Regions from separate parts of the Arachis hypogaea genome. Here region 1 is linked to region 2. The links are chromatin contacts, called in public Hi-C maps. All regions are on one chromosome and are shown on one strand. The core of a region is the stretch at or near the end of the contact, and the rest is flanking DNA. Distances in the headings are between cores, read along the strand shown. Region 1 has its middle 9.9 kb from the start of LOC112796926. Region 2 holds the start of LOC112794995.

The links. Hi-C and Micro-C count contacts between places; a contact is called where the count stands out from the background.
Region 1: a Hi-C map of leaf shows a contact between it and region 2, with 2.7 times the contacts expected there. The contact joins the enhancer-like site here to the promoter of LOC112794995 in region 2. A contact is called at or near these places in 2 of 8 Hi-C or Micro-C datasets (both in leaf).

The regions. Positions count from the first base shown.
Region 1 is chr4:85,917,981-85,924,044 of arahy.Tifrunner.gnm2.J5K5, reverse strand. No RefSeq gene overlaps it. Among protein-coding and RNA genes, the nearest start is that of LOC112796926, 9.9 kb to the left of the region's middle. Within about 2 kb of position 4,659, at least 1 of the 3 cell types and tissues checked has open chromatin away from gene starts, as enhancers often do.
Region 2 is chr4:85,853,394-85,859,529 of arahy.Tifrunner.gnm2.J5K5, reverse strand. LOC112794995 reads right to left here and starts at 2,617. Exons shown (of 1, transcript XM_025836955.1): 1 at 1-2,617. The coding sequence starts at 2,617. It overlaps LOC112794994, which reads right to left and starts at 4,153. Exons shown (of 1, transcript XM_025836954.1): 1 at 3,029-4,153. The coding sequence starts at 4,153. The coding sequence ends at 3,029.

The sequences.
Region 1 (6,064 bases), core at 3,410-5,909, 62 kb before region 2:
TGAATTTCAAATAATTAGGAAGCTAAAATATAAATAAGTGAATAAGATTCACATCGAAGAATGAATCCATGGATTAGAAAACTTTTGAGTTTTAGGTTGCTTTTTTTTCAACCATAAGTAACTAAACCTCTCCTTGTTAAAAGTTAGGAGCTCTGTTTGATTTTTTTTGAAGAATTGAGTCTCGTTCTTATTCTTAATAATTAGAAGCATTGAAAAATATTCTAAAGCTGTCTTGGATTCTTTTATTATCTTGGAAAAGCTAATATTGCAGTAAGCTTGAAACTCGTTCTCATAACTTTTCAATTGAGTAGGAGTAGCTTTGAAAAATGTGTGACATTAAATTAGAACTGTACTTAACCTTTTATTACCAACTAATTGATCAAGGAATCACCGATTAGGTGGGATAAAGAGAAATTATAATATATTTGTCACATTAAATGTTATTATGTGTTTTTATTCATTTATATTCATTTATTCATGTGTGGATGTTGTTGTCTTTGATAATGTTGTTGACGGCCATAGACTAATTGTGTTAGCCTTGTCGAATGCTAATGAAATAATAATGAAATAGAATGTGTATGGTGGTGAGAATTTTGACCTGTGTTTTTTTTCTTGTGTTTTCTTATTTATATGGAATTGAGACTTAGTAACATAACACTATTTGGATTAGAAAGAATCTAGCTTGGAGACTAGGATTACCTAGCGGGTTCATGTAGTTTTATAAAGTCTCTATTTGAAACTATTACCCTACTAGGAACCTTCGGATTCTCACCCGTGTGGAAATTGTTCATTTTTCAAATAACAGGATGCGACGCATCTCGCTGAGAGTACGGGACTCGTTGGTGAAGTGAAAAAAATTTTATTTTTAAAGTTTATTCTATACTTAGCATATTTTTTGACTATTGAATATGTACTTGTATACTTTCCTCTTTGAGATTTTATTTGGAGAAAAAGGAATGTAATTTGTACTCTTTTAATTTGTATTATGTTCTAGTGGACCTTTTCTTCGTAGGTCGTAACTAGTACTTATTATGTATCTATCTTGGATTCTTATATATATATATATATATATATATATATATATAGCTTTTGTTTCTGTATACGGCGTTTGCTTGTGTTAACATGGTTCGAGTGTGATTAATGGTTATGTTTTGTTTAAATTTTTTTCACATGATCCAAATTAAATTATATTTTTTCAGAATTCTATGTATGTATCTTTGTTTTTAGGTGTCGTAATGCCTCGTCACTTTTAACTTACGGTTGCGTGTAAGACCTTATGTGATAGGATGTATATTACATGAAGCATATTCCAAGTGAAATTTCAACTTCCAACGGTCCATAACTCACCAAAGCTCAGTGCTAATCCATGGAGCTCAGTGCCAAGTCCATATTCTAACTCCCAAGAAACTCTAAAATCAACCAAAGATTCAAAATTTAAATAATTAGTTAGCATCAACTTCTTATTTGGTTGTTAGAATTTAATTTAGATTAGATTTGAATTTGAATAAGTTGTTATCTTATTTTTTGAAAATAAGAAGATAAGATAGTTTTTGAATTTTGAATAATTAGGAAGCTAAAATATAAATAAGTGAATAAGATTCACATCGAGGAATGAATCCACGGATTAGAAAATTTTTGAGTTTTAGGTTGCTTTCTTTTCAACCATAAGTAACTAAAACTATCCTTATTAAAAGTTCGGAGCTCTGTTTGATATTGTTTGAAGAATTGAGTCTCATTCTTATTCTTAATGATTAGAAGCACTGAAAAATGTTCTAAAACTATCTTGGATTCTTTTATTATCTTGGAAAAGCTAATATTGCGGTAAGCTTGAAACTCGTTCTCATAACTTTTCAATTGAGTAGGAATAGCTTTAAAAAATGTGTGACATTAAATTAGAAATGTGCTTAACCTTTTATTTGGAACTAATTGATCAAGGAATCGCCGATTAGGTGGGATAAAGACAAATTATAATATATTTGTAACATTAAATGTTATCGTGTGTTTTCATTTATTTATGTTCATTTATTCATGTGTGGATGTTGTTGTCTTTGATGATGTTGTTGACGGCCATGGACTAATTGTGTTAGCCGTGTCGAATGCTAATGGAATAATAAGGAAATAGAATGTGTACCCTGGTGAGAATTTTGACCTGTGTTTTTTTTCTTGTATTTTCTTATTTATATAGAACTGAGACTTAGTAACTTAACACTATTTGGATTAGAAAGAATCTAGCTTGGAGACTAGGATTGCCTAGCGGGTTCATGTAGTTTCATATAGTCTCTATTTGAAACTATTACCCTACTGGAAACCTTCGGATTCTCACCCGTGAGGAAATTGTTCATTTTTCAGATAACAGGATGCGACGCATCTCGCTAAGAGTGCGGGACTCGTTGGTGAAGCGAAGAAAACTTTATTTTTGAAGTTTATTATGTACTTAGCATATTTTTTCACTATTGAACATGTATTTGTATACTTTCCTCTTTAAGATTTTATTTGGAGAAAATAGAATGTAATTTGTACTCTTTTAATTTGTATTATGTTCTAGTGGACCTTTTCTTCGTAGGTCGTAACTAGTACTTATTACATATATATCTTGGATTCTTATATATATATATATATATATATATATATATATATATATATATATATATATATATATATATATATATATATATAGCTTTTGTTTCTGTATACGATGTTTGCTTGTGTTAACATGGTTCAAGTGTGACTAACGGTTGTCTTTTGTTTAAATTTTTTTTCACAAGCTTCTAATTAAATTATATTTTTTCAAAATACTATGTATGTATCTTTGTTTTTAGGTGTCGTAATGCCTTGTCACTTTTGACTTACGGCTGCGTGTAAGGCCTTATGTGATAGGATGTATATTACATGAAGCTTATTCCAAGTAAAATTTCAACTCCCAATAGTCCATAACTCACCAAAGCTCATTGCTAATCCATGGAGTTCAGTGCCAAGTCTATATTCTAACTCCCAAGAAATTCTAAAATTAAACAAAGATTCAAAATTTAAATGATTTGTTAGCATAAACTTCTTATTTGGTTGTTAGGATTTAGTTTAGATTATATTTGAATTTGAATAAGTTGTTATCTTATTCTTTTGAGATAAGAAGATTAGATAATTTTTGAATTTCAAATAACTAGGAAGCTAAAATATAAATAAGTGAATAAGATTCACATCGAGGAATGAATCCACGGGTTAGAAAATTTTTGAGTTTTAGGTTGCTTTCTTTTCAACCATAAGTAACTAAACCTTTCCTTATTAAAAGTTAGGAGCTCTGTTTGATATTTTTTGAAGAATTGAATCTCGTTCTTATTCTTAATAATTAGAAGCATTGAAAAATATTCTAAAGTTGTCTTGGATTCTTTTATTATCTTGAAAAAGTTAATATTGCGGTAAGCTTGAAACTCGTTCTCATAACTTTTTAATTGAGTAGGAATAGCTTTGAAAAATGTGTGACATTAAATTAGAACTGTGCTTAACCTTTTATTGCCAACTAATTGACCAAGGAATCGCCGATTAGGTAGGATAAAGAGAAATTATAATATAGTTGTAACATTAAATGTTATCGTGTATTTTCATTCATTTATATTCATTTATTCATGTGTGGATGCTGTTGTCTTTGATGATGTTGTTGGCGGCCATGGATTAATTGTGTTAGCCGTGAAGAATGCTAATGGAGTAATAATGAAATAGAATGTGTATGGTGGTGAGCATTTGGACCTGTGCTTTTTTTTTCTTGTGGTTTCTTATTTATCCTTTGGTCGGATTTGATTGTTGTGGAGTAAAAAAAGAAATTAATAAATAGAGTGGATAAAAAAGAATTGAATTAATAGAACTATGATAGAAGTAGAAGACAAAAAAGAAGAGAAGCATAACAAAATGAAAAAGCTTTAGGGTTCATAAATAGAAATAAAGACTAAATTGACGAATTATACATTACGAATCACGTCAGTTAGCCATTATTATTGACAGCATGGCAGTAGCTATACCACATCAGCATCCTACTTACTTACTCACGTCGAAAATGGACTAAGAAATTCGTATGTAACACGGTGATTAAAATATGGGACAAATTAGTGCAATTAAAATTAGAGGATAAAATTGGTACAAAAGTTTAATTTAGACGATCACTTTAAGAATTTAGTCTAAGTAAATTAGATATAGCTACCATCATTGTTTAATAAGTTTTAAACTTTCTAAAACTTTAATTATTAAAAATATATTTGATATAAATAAAAAACTTTAAAAATAAAATTGAAGATTTTAACAAAAATATACTTTACTTTTTTTCTTATGAAAAATATCAACAAAACATTATACATATTTTTTTATTAATTTGGTGAAAATATTCATCCAATTATTTTTTTCACTAAAAAAATCCCATGAAACATTAGGTTTTTTTTCTTACAAAAAAATTTTCAAGAGACCTAACCTATTATTATTATTATTAAAATTGAACCAGACCAATTGGTTCGATTAAAAAACCAATAAATCGATAGTCTAATCAAATCGGTTAGTAGATTAGAATGAATCTGTAATCAAACGGCACGATTCGCATTCTAGACTGCACTAGATCTGTGCGAGTTTACGATGCACCCACACACCGCCGAATCATAGTAGGAGCTTCCGTCCACTGTACTCAAAAAACGAGTGAAAGAAGGATTCGAACACGGAGCAACAAGTATACACGCCTCCCTTCTTGTCCCTGTCAGCTTACTTCTCAACATTATAAGTGATAAAAAGTTAAATATATAATAAATTACGAATGAATTTTTTTTATCCTTTTAAACATGGATTGATATGGATATCAAATAAGTAATAACCCATGATATATAAATATATTGATATTAATTGTGTTATTTTTTTTTTGTTGGTTTAAATTGAAAAAGTATTTTATATTAGTGACTAATTTATTATTTTTTTTACATCATAAATTATATCTAAAAATTAATATTTGATTTTTATTAATATATTTTTAAAAATATATATTTAACTTTTAATTTTATTTTTATAATTTTAAATTTTTATTTAGTTATAATTAGATTAATCGAATAAATCAATGATTTACTAATTAAACTAATAATTTAATGATCCAATATGACCAAATAAATTATCGATTTCGATTGTGATAACTATAATTTAAAAGGGAGCCAAACCTAACGTGAAAAACCTACATCACTAACATTTTGGTGGGGAGAGGGTTATAGTAAATTAGTAATGAACAAACACTTATTTAACCCTTCAATTCTTGTTAAATGTTAACAATCTCAAAAGTTCAGCCACACTGATTTGAATAAAATTGCAGACACCTATACAACCTTATCTTCTTAAGCTCACTGGTTGGATGAATATCCAAATAAAGAAAGAATCATAGAACATAAATGTTAGACTTATCTACATATAACAGCCACGAAAAAAAATAATAATTAATGGAAGATGGAAGTGGAAGAAAATAAAAATAAAGAATAATCAGAAGAAGAACAACCTCATCATCGATTGAATATTCATTCACCGTCAAGCCGCCATGGTGACGTTTGATGGAACTATATAATATATATTTTCCTTTCTTTTACTTGGTTTTGACTGGGACCGAAGTTATATTCTTAGTTTCTTAATTTGGATACTCCTATAATTAATTAATTAATGAGTTGCTAACTACTTGTGAATTAAAAAATACGCTAAAAATATTATAATCTTTTATAAAAATTATTAAAAAATAAATATTTTTATAGTTTTAATATATTAAATAATATATCAAACATATTTAAAAAAAATTATTATTATATTTTTAAAATATATCTTTAAAATATAAATTAATTAAATTTTTAATGCATTAATAATAGAACCTCTTCAAAAGATTCTCAAAAAGTAGTCAACTTAAGCTTGCTTTTAATTTGTTATTAAGAGTTAACATCAAATTTTTATCGAGTTAAATCTTAAAATGATCTTTAAGATCAATATTATTATGTATTAATCATTTTTAAGATTTTGATTGTACTAATTATATTTTTGAAATTGACAAAAGTATACTATGTTAGTCTTT
Region 2 (6,136 bases), core at 1,368-3,867:
CTTTGTTTATGCAATCTTTTCTTATGGTCGGCCAGTAGTAACCTGCTCTGAGTAGCTTTGCTGCTAGGCTTCTCCCACCTATGTGATTTCCGCAGACTCCTTCATGGACTTCGTCCATGGCTTCTGCTGATTCCTTTTTGCTTAGGCATTTGAGGAGTGGTTGTGAAAATCCTCTCTTGTATAGCTCGGCGCCGACCAACACATAGAAGCTTGCTTGTCTTCGGAATAGTTTTGGGTTTGTCTCACTGGTAGGTATTGTTCCGTGGAGGAGATAATCTATGATGGGTACTCTCCAATCTAGTTCCTGTGACATGCTTAAAATATATGTTAGGTTCACGCTAGGTTCTTCTAGCGTTAATTGTGACAGTTTGGGCGAAGTGCCTTTTCTGCTTGTTGCCAACTTAGATAGTATGTCCGCTCTCTGGTTATTTCCTCTTGGAACATGAATAATTTTGAATTTATCGAATGTCAAGATAAGTTTTCTTACCATATTCCAATATCGCTCTAGTAAGGGGTCCTTTACCTGGAAAGATCCGTTCACCTGTTGTACTATTAACAGCGAATCACAATGTACGACGATTCTTGGTATCTGTAGTTTGATGGCGAGGTTTAATCCGGCTAGTAAAGCTTCGTATTCTGCTTGATTGTTGTTGGCTTCAAAAGAGAATCTTACGGACTGTTCTATGATGGTGTCCTCATACTCAAGTATAATTCTTGCTCCGCTTCCTTCATTGTTTGATGCTCCGTCAACATACATCATCCCTGTGCTCGGTCCGGCAGTGTTATGTGGACAGGTGAACTCAGCAATGAAGTCCACCAGGATTTGTGACTTCAAAGCTGGCCTGGGTTGATACTGGATATCGAATTCTGATAATTCGATAGACCATTTGATCAACCTTCCTGCTACTTCCGGTTTTGCTAATATTTGCCGAAGGGGTTGATCTGTCCGCACGATGATGGTGTGGCTTTGGAAATAATGTCTGAGCCTTCTTGATGTGGTGATCAGGGCCAGAGCCAGTTGCTCTACCATTGGGTATCTTTGCTCGGTGGGCTGTAGGACCTTGCTGACGAAATATACTGGTTTTTGTGTTTTTCCTGTTTCAAGCACAAGAGCCGAACTTATAGCGTGATTAGATACAGATAAATACAAATATAATGGTTTACCCTCCTCCGGACTCTGTAGTATCTGGGGAGACATCAGCATTGCTTTCAGCTTCCTAAAAGATTCTTCGCAGGCATTTGTCCAAGTAAACTGTTTATGCTTCGATATTGCTTGGAAAAAATGAAAAGATCTGTCTGCTATTGCCGGCAGGAACCGGGACAAGGCTGCTATTCTTCCTGTGAGCTTTTGCACCTCCTTCACAGTCTTCGGCGAGGTCATGTCAAGTATCGCAGCACATTTCTCAGGATTTGCTTCGATTCCCTTGGATGTCAACATGAAGCCCAGAAATTTTCCACCTTGTATACCGAAAGTGCATTTTTCCGGGTTTAACCTCATGTTATATGCTCGGATCTGACCAAAGACCTCGGTTAAGTCATCGCAATGTGAGTTCCCCTGTGATGTTTTGGCTACCATGTCGTCGACATAGACCTCAATGTTTCTCCCAATTTGATTTCTAAACATTTTATCCATTAGTCGCTGGTATGTTGCACCTGCGTTCTTAAGGCCAAAAGGCATTACTGTGTAACAATAGTTTCCGAATTCTGTTATAAATGCAGTCTTATGTTGGTCTTCAGGATGCATTAGAATCTGGTTGTATCCAGAATATGCATCCATGAAGCTTAGACAATTAAAACCGGATGCGCTATCTACCAGCTTGTCAATACAAGGTAGTGGATATGCATCTTTGGGGCATGCCTTGTTAAGGTTTGTGAAGTCGACGCACATGCGCCATTTACCTGTGTTCTTTTTTACCATTACGACGTTTGACAGCCATGTTGTGAACCTTACTTCTTTGATAAATCCTGCTGACAATAGTTTTTTGGTTTCCTCTAAGGATGCTTGTCGTCTTTCCTCTCCCAAGTTGAGCTTCTTTTGAGCCATGGGCTTGACTGTTGGGTCCACGACTAGCTTATGGCATATAATGCTGGGGTTGATGCCTGGCATATCTATTGGTGTCCATGCGAAGAGGTCGGTGTTGTCTCTGAGGAGCTTTATTAGTCGAGCTTTTTCCTTACCTGAAAGTGCATTACCTATGTATGTAAACTTGTTAGTACTTCCATAAAACGTTACCTTCTCAAGCTCGTCCAATGCTTGAGGTCGTTCTCGGAATTCCTCCCTTGGGTCGAGCTTATTAAGGGGAGGAGGGTCATCCGAGCTGTACACGGCTTGTACCCGTGCTGGAATGGCTTTGTTCAATTCTTGTTGTTTTAAGCTAGTGTGGTAGCATTGCCGTGCTTCTTTGTGGTCGGCGTGTACTGTAGCGATGAGTTCGTCCTGTACTGGAAACTTAACACACAGATGTAAAGTGGATACAATTGCACCAAAAGTATTTAAAGCTGGTCTGCCTAAAATGATGTTGTATGGGCTTATGCAATCTACTATGATGTATCTAATATCAATCGTTTTTGTGAGAGGGGTTTCCCCCAAAACAGTTCTTAACCAAATAGTTCCCATTGCCTATACCCTTTCTCCTGAGAATCCAACCAGATCTCCGGAGTAAGGTTGAATGGCCTTATCAGATAAGTTCATTTTTTGAAAAGTGGAGTAAAAGAGAACATCAGCACTACTACCTGGGTCTAGTAAGACCTTTCTTACCAATAGGTCTCCCACTTGCACTGAGATGACAACAGGGTCGTCGAGATTTGGACTTGCTGATTTGCAATCCGAGGCTGTGAAAGTGATTTCTCCAGTGGGTGTATCCTTGGGTAGGGAGGTCGGCCCTTCAACTACCAACATTGCTCTGTAGCTTCGCTTCCGAGCCGAACTTGTTGTACCTCCACTGGCGAAACCACCTGAGATGCAGTTTATGACTCCTCGTGGTTGGTTTTGGTTTGCCCATTGTTTTTTGTCATTCTCCTCCTTCCCTTAGTTAATCTCCGGTGTTTTGATTCCTCCTCTATTCTTCCTCCCGTCAACATATTTGTCTAAGAGTCCTTGTCTTGCCAACCGTTCCAGTAGATCCTTTGCTGCCACATAGTCATCTGTTGTGTGGCCGAATTTTTGATGGAAGGCGCAATGATTTGGTCTGTCTACGAACCTCTGATCCTGATAATTGCCTGCCCTATTTGGAGGTTTGATCATCTTGGCGTGTAGAATTTCTTTTATAATGTCTTCCCTCTTTGTGTTGAACTGGGTATAGTTGTCGAACTTTGGGTTAAGTTTGAAAGGCTTCTTCAGCTCTTTGCTGCTTTGTGATCTAAAGGTCTTTTCTTCTTCCCTTCTCGGTTGTTGCTTGTCTGTCTTCCGAGCTTCCCGAAGCTCTTCAATCTCCATTTGGCCAGCGGCTTTTTCTTGGAATTCGTCTAACGTCTTTGGTTTTGATACTGTGATCGTCTCTTGGAACTTGCCAGGTCTGAGGCCGCTCTTGAGAGCGTGTAGGTGGACCTTTGGGCTCAGATCTGGAATCTCCATGGTTGCCTCAGCAAACTGCGTCATGTAATCCTTTAGGCTCTCGTGCTGCCCTTGCTTGATGGTGCTCAGATAGTCTGTCCCATGCACATATATTCTTGACGCAGTGAAATAATCAATGAAGGATCTCGCCAGTTCTTCAAAAGAAGAGATTAAACCTGCAGACAACTTAGAGAACCAGAGTAATGCAGAACCATCTAAATAGGTAGGAAAAGCTCGACAAAGTATGGGCTCAGAGGCACCATTAAAGAACATCATAGATTGAAATTTTCTAATATGGACACGAGGATCACCAAACCCCTTATATGGTTCAAGGGCAGTAGGCAGGACGAAATTTTTTGGCATTTGAAATTTCATGATGTCTTCCGAGAAGGGGTTATCTATGGTCAGCTTCTCTTTTGGCGGGGTGAGCTTTTGGGATTCCGTGTCATTCTGGTTTGAGCTCTTGGGGTCTTCCCCACCATGTTTTGTTGTTCGGTTGTTGGACGACAACTCGGCTATCCTTCGGACTTCTGCTTGGAGCTCGGAAATCTGGGCTAAGAGCTCAGCTTGCGTGGGTTGCTGTATTCCGTTGTCAGCCATCCTCCGAGATTTGAGAGGTCCTGAAAAAAGAGAAGAGAGAGAGAGAGAGAGTGAGAGCACAAAGCTAGAAAAGAAACTTAGGTTTAGTGGGGTTGTTATTTCCTCGTGCCCCACGGTGGGCGCCAAATGTTCCGTCCGAGTTACCCAGGCCGACCTCCTTGCTGTCCGAGCTTTTAGTAATTTCAGATTGGTTATGCTGCTATTCGCCGGGATGACGTATAGGTCGGCTTGCTTCTAAAACACCGCGGGTGGAACACCTGCAAAAGAATCTCCGACGCTCAAGTCAGAAGAGGTGTTTAAACAAATCGCAAATAAAGTAAAAGTAGGAAGAAATAATGATACTGTGTTGTGCTTATCCCCTATTCTGTTGCCTCGGTGCTGTTTAAATAGGTGAAGAGGCCGTTGTGTTTAGCATCTGATATCTTGTACTCTTTCGCAGATCTCGTTATGGTTAGTTTTAGAATCTTTTTTCTGTTATTGGATGATCTGTTACCTGATTCTTAGCTGTTGTGGTAGCCGTTGTGTTTGTTTTGGGCCGAGGTTTATGGTCCACATCAAAAGTAATATAATTTTCTCTTATTTCTTTTATGTTTTTACAAGTATGAAGAGAAGAAGGCTAAGAAAGAAGGAGAGTTGAAGTGGGATTATGACTATGTAATTAGAACTTGTAGAATTCAACTTTTGAAATACATTGTTGCTATTTTTGTAAAATTTGTGGGATTGAATTTTGATTTGTTGAAATACAATGTCATTTCTAGAATTCAACTTTTGATAATAGAAATCTTTGATGTTGAAGAGATTATGACAGTTTAAAACAGTCACTAAATATAGGAAAAAACTGTCACAGGAATAAATAACTTAGTAACGGTTTTAAATAGGAAAACTGTCAATAAAAATATTGTGACGATTTAAATAGTCACTAAATATGCCTAAAAACTGTCATAAGAACTAGTAACTTAGTGACCGTTTAAAATAGTCATAAAATATAAGAACAGAATTTAGTAATTTAACGACAGTTTTAAAACGTCGCGAAATACAGTATAAAAAACACCTTTACAAGTGTTACAAATTAGTGACGGTTTTATACTTTAAAAACCGTCACAAATAATTTGGCAACACTCCTTACCAACGGTGGTCCAAAACCGTCACTATGTCAGCTGGTGATGCTCAAATCTGTAACGCTTTCTTTAACCGTCGCAGAATCATTTAGTAACAGTTAAAACTGTTACTAAAAAACCGTCACCAAGCATTAAAAAAATCGTCGCCAAAATGCTATTTTGTTGTAGTGAGCATTATCGAACTGGTGGATATAGAGCTGAATGACCGTAAGTTTACGTGGTTCAGGGGGTTAATCGTGGAGTCAAATTAATAGAATATTGGTGAGTTTTGTTTCATTGTTATCATTTGGAGCACTTGGTTGAAAAAGAATGACAATTTTCAGGAATCAAGAATCAGGTATTGCAGGAGTAGTTAACAGGTCGATTAAGAGTTACAAAGAGTTGAGTGATATTTGATTTTCTGGATTGTTGATGGCTTTTGTCAAAAATGATTAGAAATTAGTTTATTTTATCTATTTAGTACTTTTCTATTGGAACGTTAATGCTCCATTTTATTGTGTTGAACTTTTTATTAAAAAAAAATTAGTGCAAGTTGCCAATCTCAAAAATCATTTTAAAATTTAACTCTACTTTTATCATCAAATTGAATTCTATAATTTGTGACTTATATACAATATATTCTTAAACATTAATTTATCTAATGAATAAAGTTTTTATTTGAGATAATGTCTAATTTGATTCCGTCTCCAATGATAATGTAAAGTGGCTTCTTTAATATGATCAAATAAATATTTTAAATTAATTAATTGGGTTTATTTTAGTGTTTATACCAAAACGAGTTTAATTAATTTATTTAAAATATTTATTTGATCATACTAAATTTTTAACTATGTTAATTTATTATTGGATATATTATGCTGACACT